2 separate regions of the Sus scrofa genome follow, and region 1 is linked to region 2. Evidence: chromatin contacts called from public promoter capture Hi-C data. All regions are on one chromosome and are shown on one strand. The core of a region is the stretch at or near the end of the contact, and the rest is flanking DNA. Distances in the headings are between cores, read along the strand shown. Region 1 holds the start of SYMPK (symplekin). Region 2 holds the start of FBXO46 (F-box only protein 46).

What was found. Promoter capture Hi-C pulls out the DNA fragments that hold promoters and counts their contacts.
Region 1: a promoter capture Hi-C map of liver shows a contact between it and region 2, with 4 times the contacts expected there. The contact joins the promoter of SYMPK here to the promoter of FBXO46 in region 2. A contact is called at or near these places in 1 of 5 promoter capture datasets (liver), 1 of 47 Hi-C or Micro-C datasets (liver) and 1 of 2 datasets of contacts at active chromatin or transcription factors (skeletal muscle).

What each region holds. Positions count from the first base shown.
Region 1 is chr6:52,175,377-52,183,007 of Sscrofa11.1, reverse strand. It overlaps SYMPK (symplekin), which reads left to right and starts at 2,626. Exons shown (of 27, transcript XM_005664608.3): 1 at 2,626-2,808. It overlaps FOXA3 (hepatocyte nuclear factor 3-gamma), which reads right to left and starts at 1,913. Exons shown (of 2, transcript XM_003127229.4): 1 at 1,690-1,913. The coding sequence starts at 1,758.
Region 2 is chr6:52,065,102-52,072,414 of Sscrofa11.1, reverse strand. FBXO46 (F-box only protein 46) reads left to right here and starts at 3,225. Exons shown (of 2, transcript XM_021094574.1): 1 at 3,225-3,306.

The DNA.
Region 1 (7,631 bases), core at 1,377-3,876, 110 kb before region 2:
CTGACCATCTCTAGACTGTTCCTCCATTTCAGAGACAACTTCCATACAACTTGTCCCCTAAACTTCAGACTGTGCCCCAAATAATGACTCCTTTAGCCCAGACCACCCCCCCAGTTTACTTACTAAGGTATGTCCCCCAAAGATTGATTTGTGGTCGGTACCCTTAAATCATGTCCCCAGACTGTGAACTATCCCGGGTGGGGTGGGGGTTCAGCTGGGATCCCCCACTACCTGGGAGCGTCCACCTCCAACCCGGTCTCTGCCTTCCTCCACATGCAACTGACATCTCCAGCCACCCTGCCTCCACTTCTCAACCTTTCCGATCCCTTCCCTGCCCCACCCCACGTGCACCTCACACCTCCTCAGCCCCAGGTCTGGCCCCTCCTGGGCACCATGCCAAGGTCCGCAGGCCTGGGTAGCCAGGAGTCCCACCCTACAGCTTCAAACCCCAGACCCAGGACTTAGACACGCTGGGGCCCCTGGAAACCCTAGATCTTAGTCTCTTTGGAGACTCAACTATTCAAGTCCCACACCCGACTTTGAGCCTACAGTTTCCTTCCAGGTTAGAAACCCAAGTATCCAGATCCCCATAACCCTCTGACTAGGGCTCCCCCCCTGCCTCACACACACATACATACATCAGGTTGACCAGAGAGAGAGTGAGCTAAGGAGAAGGAGTCCTTGCAGCGAGAGGAATGGGAGTTAGACCGGGGAAGGCTTCGCCATTCCCCGGGGCGAGGAACTTAAGATACACCCCTGCTCCCTACTCCAGGGAAGTCTGGTCAGAGGTGGGACTGGTGAGGACATTAGCAATTAGTGGAGATTGCTGGAAGATGGGGTGGGGGGTGTGAAATCTGAAACCCTCCAGACTCCCAACAAGGAGAATCCCTGCTGAGGGTCTCTAATAACAATTAAACCTCTGAAGTTCAGCTGGGAGGGGTGAGGGTCATGATTAGGGATGGGGGAGTGTTACCCCCCTTTGCCGCCAATGCTCTTGCCACATCCCCTGCTCTCAGGATCCCAACTCTGACCCCTTCTGTCTCTAACTGAGCCCCAGTTCCTAAATCACCTGTTATTTCTCACTCTCCAAACCAAGCTTCATCTCTAAGCATTTTCATCTCTTTATCTGAGCCCCAACTCCTACGTCTCACTTTAAAGCAGATGGCAGCCCCAATCCTTATCCTGGAACCCCAATTCTTATTTCTACCCCAGAACCCCCATTTTTAACATTGAACTTTAACCCTGAGCTCTCAGTTCAGACTTCCCTTAATGGTGACCTCCCTCCACCTCCCATCTCTTAGTCCCTACCTTTTCCCCCAATTCTGGACCCCATTTCCTAATCCCCCAGCTCTGAGTCTTATCTTTGGTTTGTTCACTTTAATTCCTCGGACTTTAGGTCCCTGACACCCAGCTCTCACGTTTAAACTATGACTTGACCCTTGCCTAAATCTTCTTGACTCTCTTTTAAGCCCTCACTCCTACTAGACTGCCTAAGCCGCGCTCTCATGCATTGTCCCCCTTTCTTGACTCCTGCACACCTGGTCTTCGTGTCTCCAGTTCCTCTGCTCCCCAGTTCCAGTCGGGGCCCCCATCTGAGTCCATACCCCAGTCCTTGCCCCCCATTTAGATCCGCACCCTGATTCCTCCCCCCGCCCCCCACTTCCCGCTCCGCCATCCCCGAGGACACACCTCGCCCGCCTCCGGATAGTAGCTCCACTCGGCCAGGTCATGGGCCTCCATCTTCACCGAGCCCAGCATCCCCCGGGCCTGCGCCCCCACCCGCCCCTGCTCCGGCCCCGGGGGGATCGCAGCGGCGCTTCGGATCCCTCAGCCGGCACGGCCCGAGTCCTGACCGGCGCCGGTCCGTCCGACCGCCCAGGGTCCCAGCCGTCCCGGGCGCCGCGGGAGGCGGCCGCGCTTTATAGTCGAGACAACCGCTCCCCCCACCCGCCCTTGCCCGCCCTGGGCTCCCCTCCCGCCTCCCCGAGGGCGGTGTGCCCGTACTGGGGCGCCCCCTGCGGGATTGCGAGGAGACAGACCTCAGGCGCCGGGAGCCGCAGCCCGGGGACGTGAGAGCTGGAGATGGCTGAAGAGCGAGGGAGCTACAGATGGGAGATACTTCTGACAGTAATAACAGCCTCGAGGGCAGAACTCTAGGGCCCCACCCTTCTACCCATCTCGACCGGAGCCAGCGAACAGCCAGAGACCAGCATGTCTGCTGCGAAAGAAAGGGCGCTTAGAGGCGAAGCGGTCTCCAGAGATCCCCATGTGTTCCTCTAAGGACAGTAAGTGATCCTCGAAATCACATTTCTCATTCGACGGACTGGAAGACTGAAGCTACTGATCGCCGGAAATGTTGCAGACCGTGTAAATGGCCAAGACCAAAGGTGGAGGGGATCGGGGCCTCTGCTCATATCTCACTAGGGCAACAGACCACTTCCAACACCTAGGAGCTTCGCTTCCGGGACTCTCCGCTCTCTCTAACAGCAGCCGTCCAGGGACCCAGAACCACTGAGAACTCCATTTCCCAGAAGCCTCTATCTCCCTTTCCGTCCAGCCCCCGTCAAAGGACTATATTTCCCAGAAGGCTTGGCGCCCCAAAGCCGGAAATGAAGGGCGTAGTAGGAAGGCCGCTGGCGCGGCAGAAAGTAGGGGCGGAGTCCGGCCGCAGAGTGGACTCCAATTCCCAGCGACTCTGCGTGCGGGACGCGTGCGCAGTGTCACGGCGGCGAGCGGAAGATGGCGGCGGCGGCGTCTGGGAAGAGGCGCTGCTGAGGGGGCGCGAGGGGGACGGAGGCCCGAGCCGTGGTGAGCGGGGGGTGGCGTGGGGGCCCGGGGACGAAGGGAGAAAGAACGCTGAAAGGGCAGAAGCGCTGTCGGGGGCAATGGGGACGCTGAGAGGAGAGGGAAGCAGTGACTCTCGGGACCGCAGTGTCTTCCCCGGCTCAGGACCCTCCCGTGGCTGCTTAGTGCCCTCAGGGCAAAGTTCCAACGTGGCCCCCAAGGCGCGTACGCCCCGCGGGCCGCGGCTCTGCCTCTTTGCTGGTTCCTCACTTTGCACACCTGCTCTGGCCTCTCGGTTCCGCACACTCGCCGTACGCCTTCCCGCCTCAGGCTTTTTGCACATGCAGTCCCCTCTGTCTCAACATCCCTTTTACTCATTCCGCCAGGCTAACTCCCATTCATCTTTTGGGTCTCCGTACCAACGTCACTTCCTCTACCAAGCCCTCCTTTCCCGCCCTCCGTTCCGCAGTCCGCCTGTTTTATGCTCTCATGGGTCCCTGTTCCTTTCCTTTCAGTCATTTGGGGTCTCGTTTGTTATTGGGCCTTTATTTGTGTGGCTCGTTAGTTCTGTCTGTGACCACGAATTCCACGGGGGCAGGGACTGGGTGTGTGTTGGTCACCGCCGTGTTCCCAGCACAGCACGGTTACGCTAAAAATGCTCAGTTAATGTTCGTTGAATGAATGAAAGATAGTCATGGGACCACTCTGTGTATGAGAGGAGTGGTCATACGCCCGGGTGGGAGTAGGGCAGTGGGACTTCCTACTGGACTCCCTAAGGAATACGCGGGGGAGTTCCTGTTGTGGCTCAGCGGGTTACAAACCCACCTAGTATCCGTGAGGATGCGGGTTCGATCCCTGGGCTCGCCCTGTGGGTTGAGGCAAGCATTGCTGGAAGCTGCAGCATAGATCAGACACAGCTTGGATCCAGCGTTGCTGTGGCTATGGTGTAGGCTGGCAGCTGCAGCTCTGATTTTACCCCTAGCCTGGGAACTTACATTTGCTGCAGGTGCGGCCCTAAAAAGCAAAAAAAAAAAAAAAAAAAAAAAAAAAAAAAGTGCTCCAGAGATCCGGAAGAGGAAGAAATGTTTGTTGGTAGTAGCAAAAGACTACAACCACCGCAGATGTCTTTAGTAGGGAGACTGGCGGGGTTGGGGGGCAGTGAGCAGTCACATAATAAAATATTATGCAACTGTTAAAAATAAATGAGGGGGAGTTATCTTTGTGGCTCAGCGGTTAATGATCGCGACCAGGGTACACGAGGATGCTGGTTTGACCCTAGCCTCGTTCAGTGGATTAAGGATCCAGCGTTGCTGTGAGCTGTGGTGTAGATCGCAGAAATGGCTTGGATCTGGTGTTGCTGTGACTGTGGCATAGGCTGGCAGCTGCAGCTCCAATTCAACCCCTAACCTGGGAATTTCCACATGCAGTGGATGCGTCCCTAAACAGCAAAAAAGAAAAAGAAAACGAAAGAAAGAAAGAAAAAGGAATGAGGGGAGGGAGTTCTGGTTATGGCTCAGCAGGTTAGGACCTGACCTTGACCTTGAGGGTGTAGCTTCCATCCCTGGCCTCGCTCAATGGGTTAAGGATCCCGGGTTAAGGATGTTGGAGTAAGCTGCCGTGGAGGTCGCAGATGCCCCTTGGATCCCTTGGATCCCGTGTTGCCATGGCTGTGGCTCCAATTTGACCTCTGGCCAGAGAACTTCCATATGCAGTGGGTGTAAAAAGAAAAAGAAGAAAAAAAAGAAAGAAAAGGAAATATGTGCATACGTTTTGGGGAAAAAAAAAACAAAAAGTGGAAGAGGAAAGACACGGTAAAAAGTTTGGGTGGATCCATGTAGTCTCATCTTGAAAAGAGTGGAAAGGTTCAAAGTAAAAAGGTTCATTATGTTCTGATGGGGAGCAGCAGATACTGGATTATTGGGTGGCCATACCGTTTGACTTGCATGAACAGACCTGGGGTGGGGAAGCAGTTCTTTTTATAGAAGCAGTCCAGCACAGTGGTGAGAAGGCTAGATTCTGCAGCCACCCCATTAGGTCTGCATCTTACAAGTCGTGAGCCTTTGATCAAGTGACTTTACCTACTTGAATTTCAAATTTCCTCATCTGTAAAATGGAGATTAAAAATAGGGAGTTCCCAGGAGTTACTGTTGTGGCACGGCAGAAAAGAATCCGACTAGGAACCATGAGTTTGTGGGTGCGATCCCTGGCCTTGCTCAGTGGGTTAAGGATCTGGCGTTGCTGTAAGCTGCGGTATAGGTCTCAGATGCAGCTTGGATCTGGTGTTGCTGTGGCTGTGGCCGAGGCCAGCAGCTACAGTTCTGATTAGACCCCAAGCCTGGGAACCTCCATGTGCTGTGGGTGCAGCCCTAAAAAGACAAAATAAATAAACAATTAAAAAATAGTATCTAGGAGTTCCTGTCGTGGCGCAGTGGTTAACGAATCCGACTAGGAACCATGAGGTTGTGGGTTCGGTCCCTGGCCTTGCTCAGTGGGTTAACGATCCGGCGTTGCCGTGAGCTGTGGTGTAGGTTACAGACGTGGCTCGGATCCCACGTTGCTGTGGCTCTGGTGTAGGCCAGTGGCTACAGCTCCGATTCGACCCCTAGCCTGGGAACCTCCATATGCCGCGGGAGCGGCCCAAGAAATAGCAAAAAAAAAAAAGACAAAAAAAAAAAAAATAGTATCTACCTCAGGAGTTCCCATTCTGACTAAGCAGTAATGAACCCGACTGGTATCCATGAGGACTCAGGTTCAATCCCTGTCCCTGTTCAGTGGGTTAAGAAGCTGGTGTTGCTCTGAGCTGTGGTGTAGGTCACAGATGTCGTTCGGATCCCCTGTTGCTGTGGCTGTGGTATAGGCCAGCAGCTACAGCTCCTGCTGGACCCCTAGCCTGGGAACATCTGTATGCCATAGGAGTGGCCCTAAAAAGACCAAAAAAAAAAAAAAAGAGTGCCTACCTCACAGAGTTGGTGTTGTGGGTTTAAATAAATTAATATGTATTAGAATTGTGCCCAGCGCATTTTAAATGTTCAATAAGTATTACCTGTTTTTCTTTCTTTTGTTTTTCCCCACGCATTTTAGAGCCAAAAGGTAGGGATACTAACCAAGCCCAGTGATGGTTGAAGCCCTTTGGCATTTGCTCAGCAGATTTTTCTTGAACACTTACTAGATGCCAAGCAGTGTTCCATGCTGGGGCTAGAGAAAGTGAACACACAACACATACACACAAATCTCTGAGAACCTATAAACATGTTTGTGTTGATGATAATAAATGCCATGGAGAAAAACAAAGTGACACAGATGGAGAGGGAGAGGAAATTGCAGTTTGAAATAGGATGGTCAGAGAAGACCTCACTGCTGGGATATTTGAGTTGAGACCTGAAGGAAATAAGGAGGGAGAGCAGAGAGAAATGAGGGCAGAGATAGGAGGGGCCAGATCACATAAAGTCTAGGCTTTGACTAAGTGAGATGTGGCCGTGATAGGCTGCACGGAGACTGGAAAGGACACTGGTGTGTTCATTCAGCAGATACCTTTTGAATTAACTACTCTGTACAGCATATTGTGTTTCTTTTAAAAGATGCATCTTTTGAAGTTCCCCTTATAGCGCAGAGGAAACGAATCCAACTAGGAACCATGAGGTTTCGGGTTCGATCCTGGGCCTCATTCAGTGGGTTAAGGATCCATCGTAGCTGTGGCTGTGGTGTAGGCTGGCAGCTATAGCTCCAATTCGACCCCTAGCCTGAGAATATCCAAATGCTGCGGGTGTGGCCCTAAAAAGACAAAAGACAAATAAATAAATAGAAAGCATCTTTTTCACCTTCCTCAGATTATTTACTGCTTATGCAGTAGCCTTTAGGTCAATAAAAATAGTAGCTGTACTTATCTCATGTTTACTATGTATACTAACTCCTCCTCAGAATAGTCCTGGGAGGTAAACACTGTTACCATCCCTGTATTACAGAAGAGGCAGCTGACACCCAGTTTTTTGCCTCAGGTTATTCTGGGTTACAGACACAAACTTGGCCAAAGTTGGTTGAATTGTATACATTTTCCTGTGATGTGTCAGGTTGTCATTGTCATCTTTTCCTGATAATACATTGAGATCCATCTTTTTTTTTTTTAACTATTTCCTCCCTTTTCTACTTTCTTTTTTTTTTTTAAATATGTGGATATGTTACCTTCATTTTTTCTTCTTTTTTTTCCTTTTGAGGGCTGCACCCGCAGCATATTCCCAGGCTAGGGGGATTTGGAGCTGTTGCTGCCAGCCTGCGCCACAGCCACAGCAACACCAGATCCAAGCTGTATCTGTGACCAACACCACAGCTCACGGCAATGCTGGATCCCTAACCCACTAAGTGAGGCCCGGGATGGAACCCAAGTCCTCATGGATAGTAGTTGGGTTCATTACCACTGAGCCACAATGGGAACCACCTCTCTTATTTATAAAAAGGAAACATGCATGAACATTGTCTTCATTTAGCTTGCGGGGTTTTTTTTTTGTTTTTTTGTTTTTGTCTTTTTGCCTTTTCTAGGGCCACACCCACTGCATATGGAGGTTCCCAGGCTAGGGGTCGAATTGGAGCTGTAGCCCGGCCTACGCCAGAGCCACAGCAACGCAGGATCTGAGCTGTGTCTGCAACCTACACTACAGCTCACCGCAATGCTGGATCCTTAACCCACTGAGCGAGGCCAGGGATCGAACCCGCAACCTCATGGTTCCTAGTCGGATTCGTTAACCACTGCGCCACGATGGGAACTCCTCACTTAGCTTGTTTTTACTTAATATCTGCTAGAGCCCACTGTTTAGCAGTGTATGGAGATATTTTCCTCATTCCTGTTTTTCCCT
Region 2 (7,313 bases), core at 1,976-4,475:
CTCTAATACTGAGATACCCTAGACCCCCAAATTCTTAGCTTCCGATCTCCAAATAGAACCCCAATCCTAATATTAAGAACACAGAGCACAAACCTTAATATTGAAAACCCAAATCCTAAAGAAACCCAAGCTCCCAAAGCAAATCTCAACACTCCAAATTGACCTCAGATCCTAAAATAAAGATCTCTAGACCCCCAAACCATCACTTCAGACCCTCAAATTTTGACACCCTCCCCAACCTTAAAACTGAGCTCTCACATGAGTTCCATTCTGAAACCCAAACTCTAATATTGAAGCCTCATACTCATTGTGGAGAACTCCAGACCCTAACAATTCTCAAAGTTCCAAACTGTGACTCCAGACCCTAAATCTCATACCTCACACCCTTCCTTGAGATTCTAAAAGCTAAATCTAGACTGAGGCTTCAATCCTCCCAAATGATCCCCAAAATGATATGCTAGACCCAAATTAGGGTCTCTGATTCCAACAAGAAAGCTTCTAGGAGTTCCCGTCGTGGTGCAGTGGTTAACGAATCCGACTAGGAACCATGAGGTTGCGGGTTCGGTCCCTGCCCTTGCTCAGTGGGTTAAGGATCTGGCGTTGCCGTGAGCTGTGGTGTAGGTTGCAGACGCGGCTCGGATCCCGCATTGCTGTGGCTGTGGCGTAGGCCAGTGGCTGCAGCTCCGATTCGAGCCTGGGAACCTCCATATGCCGCGGGAGCGGCCCAAAGATATAGCAAAAAGACAAAAAAAAAAAAAAAAAAAAAAAAAAAAAAAAAGAAAGCTTCTAGTCCCTAAACCCAAGATCTTCAGGTTTCCAAAACTGGTTCTATCCTGACACAAATCCCGAGACCGCACATCCTAACTTGAGACTCCCCCGCCCCCCATCCCCAACATTATTCAGAGACTTGAATATCTGGATTCCTCAAACTTGAGCCTGGATTCCAATACTTAGGCCCAGCCTCAACGCTAAACTCCTGCTCTGCTGCCTGGGTCCTGCCTCGCCCACCGCCTGGGCACCCAAGGCAACCCGGCCCACCGGGACCCCTGAAACCCACAGAGGGAGGCCACGACCACAAAGTGCTGCCCCTGAGTGGGCCCCAGGTTCCCTTCTCGCCGGCTAGTCCCCCACCCCATTCCCCTCGGACTCCAGCACGCGCCTCAGGATGTGCAAAATGGCGTGAGGCCCCCCTTCTGGTTTTGTGCCAGCCCCACACTTGGGAGCCGGATTAGCGCCTTGTTCTGGTCTCGGGACGCTGGCGGTGCACGCGCGAGCCCCAGGTCGGCCTCGGCTGCCACGTTCCCAACCCAGGCGTGGGATGGGCACGAATTCCCTTTGGTGCGAGGCTCCGGCCTGAGGCCTGAGGAGAAGAGCAAGAGGGAGCTCTTGAGGCCAGGCCACGCCTCCACCAATTCCCGCCAAGGTGTGCTGGGCGCGAGACTGGAGAAGGGAAACGGCAGGGTGCAAGTGGCCCTGCGCACGCGCGCCCGGGGAAAGGTCCCTTCCTGCACAGAGCGAGCCTGGCCTCGCGCCTCCTGACACAGCCTTGGCCTGTGCGCGCCAAAGTGCCGGCCAATCAGGGCTCGCTCAGCTACCCGCCTTTTCCGCAGGCACCGCCCTGCCTGGCCACGCCCCCCGGCCACTTCCTGAGTCCCGGGCTGAAGTAGCCTAAACAAGAGGCGGGGTCTCCTAACCGCCAACCCTTAGCCAGAGAGACCTGACCAGTCTCCCTTCCTGCCCTCTGGTGTCCCTTCTCCCCCTCATCCCTCTAGTGCATGTCTAATGAGGGCCTACTCTGTGCCTGCCAAGCACTGCGCTGGAAGTCGGGAATTTAGCCGCGATCTTCCCAGTGCAGGCTCACAGAGTGTGAGACTAGTGAGGCAGAGGCTGCATTAAAGGGCCATAAACAGAAAAGATTCAAAGAGGAGGGCCACTGGAATCGGGCCTTAGTGGCAGTTCACCGCTTGAAATTATGTTCTTTAATATAGCCGACTCTCTCTTTTAGAAAGTTCACTCTTATGGCTCATGAGGAGGATGGGCAGGAAAACATAGCTTAAGGGGAGGCGATCTAGCAACCTAGTGGAGAGTAGAGATCCTGGTGTCTAAAATATTTCAGTTCAAATCATTTTCTTGCTGTGTTGCCATGGAGAATATGCTCAATCTCTTTCTGCCTTAACTTTTTTTTTTTCTTTTTCTTTTTAGGGCCGCACCCGCGGCATATGGAGGTTCCCAGCCTAAGGGTAAATTGGAGCTGCAACTGCCACAGCCACAGGAACACGGGATCTGAGCTGCGTCTACCACTTACAGCACAGCTCACCTACACCACAGCTCACCGCAACGCCGGATCCTTAACCCACTGAGCGAGACCAGGATCGAACACACATCCTCATGGATATTAGTCCCATTCATTTCCGCTGTGCCACAGTGGGGACTCCATCTTTCTGCCTTAACTTTTATATATTTGGGATAATTCTTACTGGGGTTCTCTGCAGTGTCTGGCATAAAATTAGCATGCAATACATTTTTACTCAACACTTATTTCCATTGTCCTGGGTGCTTGTACAAGATACACAAAGGGGCCTGTCCTCTTGGAGCTTCTATTATAACTACGATGTGCACAAATGTCTAATGCATCTGGTTTTCCTCCATCCTAAGGCTTAATTCCCATACTTGTAAATTAGGTGGTGGTAAGAAAACCAGGGGGAGTTCTCTTGTGGTGCAGTAGGTTAAGGATCCAGACTTGTCACTGCAGCGCCCGGGTCGCTGCAGCTGCATGTGTTCGATCCCTGGCCCGGGAAGTTCCATGTGGGGTAGGGGTGGCTCCAAAAAAAACCAAAATAAAACAACCCAGGAGGAAAAATGGATGGGAAAGTGAGAAAGGCGCTATTAATTAACACGTAAATAAGTTTAAGTAAATCGATAAACTGGTTCTTTCCCAACTCTCCACCCCACACAAACGCCCCTTTTAAATTTTCTCAATTCCGTTTCCAAAAGCCCAGGGCCAAAATGGAGGAGACTGCACTCCATTTCCCAGCGGGCTTGGCGTGGGCGCTCTCTGCGCCTGCGCTACCAGGCACACACGCTCTCTGTCTCCCGGGAGTTAGAGTCATTCTTTTCCTGAGCCCGCCCAGTTTGCTTCTTTCCCCACCTCCAAGCTTGACCGTGCTGCCTTCCGGGAGTTGTAGTCTGCGGCCTCCCGGACTCCAATTCCCAGCGGGCTTCGGGGCGGGAACCCGGAAGGGGAGGTTGGAGAGGAGCGAGTGGGGGAAACCCGCGTAGCCGAGGGAGCTGCAGCGCGGGGAGATGGTGAGAACGCTGAGCTGGGGCCAGGGGCGCTTGCGAACTGGGGCGGGCGTTTGGGACCCGGTGGCGAGAGGGAAGAGGCAGGAGCTAAAGAAGGGGCTGGATGAGGGGAGATCGTTTGGGGGATGGGATTGGGAGAAATGGGAGCCGGAGAGAGTAGTAGAAGAATGGGGGTTGGGGATGGGTCTTGAAGATGGGGAGAGAGTCGAGCTTTGGGATTGATTGTAAGGGAGCTCAGAGCTGGAGGAAGGAGTCCCGAGTTGGAGAAGGGGCTGGGCGTCCAGACAGAGGCACTGAAGGGGGCAATTTCGAGGGGTTTAGCCTAGGGGATGTTGAAAGGCATTAGGAGTCAGTGCTAGATGAATGAGGGGGTCTGGAGGCTCCGGAGGGAGAGGCCAGCTGTGGATGCCGTGGGTTGGAGCCTCTGGATCGGATTGGGGGCAGGAGGACAAGCTGAGATGGTAGAAGAGAGAAATCAATGGTAGAGTGGTGTGTAGGTTAGGACCCGGGACTGTGGGTGGGGTGAGGAGCATGAGATTAGGGGCCTGCATGTAGCGATAGTTTACTTAGCCCAGCCAGAGACTCCCGATAACTGGACAGTCACAGAACTGTAGGATGATATGGCCAGAAAGGGCCATCGAGACAACCTTTTGCACTCACATTTCTCTAATGGGATTTAGAAAAGTGTAGTGGTTTATGTGTACAGACGGTCCAGCACTCAGTTCTTTTCTTCTGCCATTCCTTTGCGACCTGGGCAAGTGTCCCCTCTCTATGAAACTCAGTGCCCTTATCTGTATCGTGGGAACAAAATGCCGCTGAGAAGAGAGGAGGCTTGCATCCCAGAGCTGTTGGTGGGAAGTTCCCTGCTCCAGGAATGTGACTGGGTCACAGGTGCTAATGGATTCCCTCTTTTTCAGCCCAGCCCCAGGGGCGTTTTCTCAAACTCTGGCACTGATCTGGGCACAGCCCCGCTCAGAAGCATGCAGGGGTTCCCCACAGTCAACTCCAGCTCACACTAATTGTTTAGGAAGTGCCTGGCCCTGTTCGTAGTTGTTTGTATTAACTCATTTGATTCTGACAACACCCCTTAAGTTGTCTCCATCCTACAGAGAGGAAGCAGAGGCACAGAGAGGTTCAGCAACTTTTCCAAGGTCAGCCAGCATGAGTGGTTGACTCAGGAGTCCAACCTCGGCATCCTGGCTCAGAGTCCGTGCTCTCAGCTCTGTAATACAGTCCCCTTTCCTGGTACTGAAGTGTCATGAGTAGGGCAGAGACTTGAGAACTGAAAGCAGTCTTCAGGTTGAATTTTATTTATTTATCTATGTATTGGCCCCACCCTTGGCATCTAAAAGTTCGCCGGGGCCAGGGATCGAACCCCCACCACAGCAGTGACCTGAGCCTGCTGCAGTGACAATGCCAGATCCTTCACCCACCGGGCCACAAGAGAGCTCCTCAATTTGAATTTTAGTTCTACTCCTTACTTACTGTGTGACCTTGAGTAAGTCTTTGAGCGGCTCCTCAACTGTAAAGTGGGATCAGTAACCCTAGGATGGTTAGAGGGTTTGGGGAGGGAAGCAGGTCACGTGCTTGGAGTACGCGCTTGATACGTATGAGTTGTCTTTTTTTTTGAATGGCAATGAGAAACTCAGACTTGAGAGAGGGCGGTAGTGAAGGACCAGTGAGGAAAACATCAGCCAGGCTGCCTTCTAGTTCTCTACCCCTGGGCTCCTAGGTCCAAGGGTCACTCCTTGAGGGGGTGCTCAGAAATTCAATCTGTCCCCATTCCCATTCCTAGCCACAGCCAAAGATAAATAATTCACTCGCCCATGCCCAGCCTGGCCCAACTCCAGGTATTTCAGTGAGCAGGAACTATTTCTAACAACTGTGTGGGTTTTCTGCCCCCCCCCACCCTTTTGGTCCTTAGGACTTCCCTGGGCAGTGTGGCAACTTTCTAAGTCATTTTGAAATGGGCTCATTTGTTGTGAGGCTTCCTGAGTTGACCCATAAGGTCTCTGACTCTGATAGGAGAGCTTAGGGTGAAAAGCATTGGCTACAGATAGGCCCACATTCATATCCCCACCTCTGCTGCTGTGTGTCCTTGGCCAAGTTGCATTCCCATTGCTGGGTCTCAGTTTTCTCGTATGTAAAATGGGACCACCTTCCAACCACGAGGCTCTTGTCAAGGGTCGATGTGGTAACATGTATAACGTGCCTAGTGCGTAGTAAGCCTTTAACAAGTGTGAGGTCTTTTGAATAATTTTGTTTCTCCAAGAAAAATGTATTGCGCACGTGCTCCAGAACCAGGACACCCAGAGCCGAATCCTGACTCCCATCACCCACCTGCTCTGTGACTTTGGGCAAGTCCTTTAACTTCTCTGGGCCTCGGTTTCCTCTTCTGGAGAATTGGGGGTTCACCCCCTGCGTGTTGCTAGGGTACTACTATGTGCCAGGGCTTGTACCAGGTTCAGGCCAATACCTGGCCCTTGGGGAGCTTGCTGTTGTCATAACACTGGGGCAGTTTTACAGCTCTGGTGGCATTTGTGTTCTTTCTTCTGGATTGGGTGTTTCTATCCCTGCTTCATTTTCAGTCCCTTGTGCCAGCTTTGCCTGGTGGTCATTGCTTTCCTGGATTTTTAACATTTTATCCCCTGGTCTCAGTGAATTATCTGAAAATCTGTTGGTTTGGAGAAGAGTTGCCAACTTCTTCCTCATCCCTGTACCTGTTTGTCACATCTGGGGTGACGTGACACTTTTTTTCCCCCCTTTCCTTTGTTGGTTTGTCTTAGAAATTGTGTCTCCTTTCCAAGTGATTTTGCCTTTTCTTCAAATCTTAAATGTGTTTGCAGCCTGTGCTTATCTTACTCATACAAAATGATATTTTTACCATTTCTAATGGTATATTTCTGGCAGCTCTGGTAAAGCTGTATTATTCCTAGGAGTTCCCTGGTGGCTCAGTGCGTTAAGGATCTGGCATTGTCACTGCTTTGGTGAGGGTTTAACCACTGGCCTGGGAACATCCACATGTCTTGGGCGCAGCCCCCCCCCCAAAAAAAGGTGTATTATTTCTAAAAGTACAGGTTTTCTAAAATGCTTATCTTGCCACTTGCTCTTTGATACTCTCCTGACCCTTCAATTAAGATCATAACTCCCAGAGCTCCTGCTGTGGAGCAATGGGGTCGGCAGCATCTCTGGTGTGCTAGGACACGGTTCAATCCTTGGCGCAGCACAGTGGGTCAAGGATCTAGTGTTGCTGCAGCTGCAGATTAGTCACAACTGCGACTCAGATCTAACCCCTGGCCTGAGAGCTCCATATACCATGGGGCGGCCAAAAATTGAAGAAAAAAAAAAAAGAAAGGGAGTTCCCGTTGTGGCGCAGCAGAAACGAATCCCACAGTATCCATGAGGATGTGGGTTCCATCCCTGGCTTTGCTCAGAAGGTTGAGGATTCAGCCTTGCCGTGAGCTGTAGTGTAGATTGCAGACAGGGCTTGGATCCCAAGTTGCAGTGGCTGTGGTGGAGGTCGCAGACGTGGCTCAGATCCTGTGTGGCTGTGGCTGCGGTATAGGCCGGCAGCTGTAGCTCTGATTCGTCCCCTAGCCTGGGAACTTCCATATGCTGCAGGTGTGGCCCTAAAAAAAATTAAAAAAAAAAGATCCTAACTCCCACTTTCCATTCCTGATCCCCTCTACTTGCTGTATTTGCTTCCCTGCAGCACCTTGAATTTGACTCTTTATTTTCCCCTCTCTCCGATCCTGGAGGACAAGGATTTCCGTCTCCAGGCCCCTGCGTATTCCCTGCTGCCCAGACCAGTGCCTGGCCCAGGGTAGCTGCTCTGTAAATACCGCTTAGTTACTAGGTGAGCCCCAGGACCCAGTGATAACAGAGGGATGGCCATATGCTGATTAGTGTGAGGGATTCCGATCGGTTTCATTTCAGAATGTGAAATAAAGAGGACGTCTTTGGCTCGGTCCGTGGCGGTCAGACTCTTCAGTAGTCTCACCTTTTCTTCA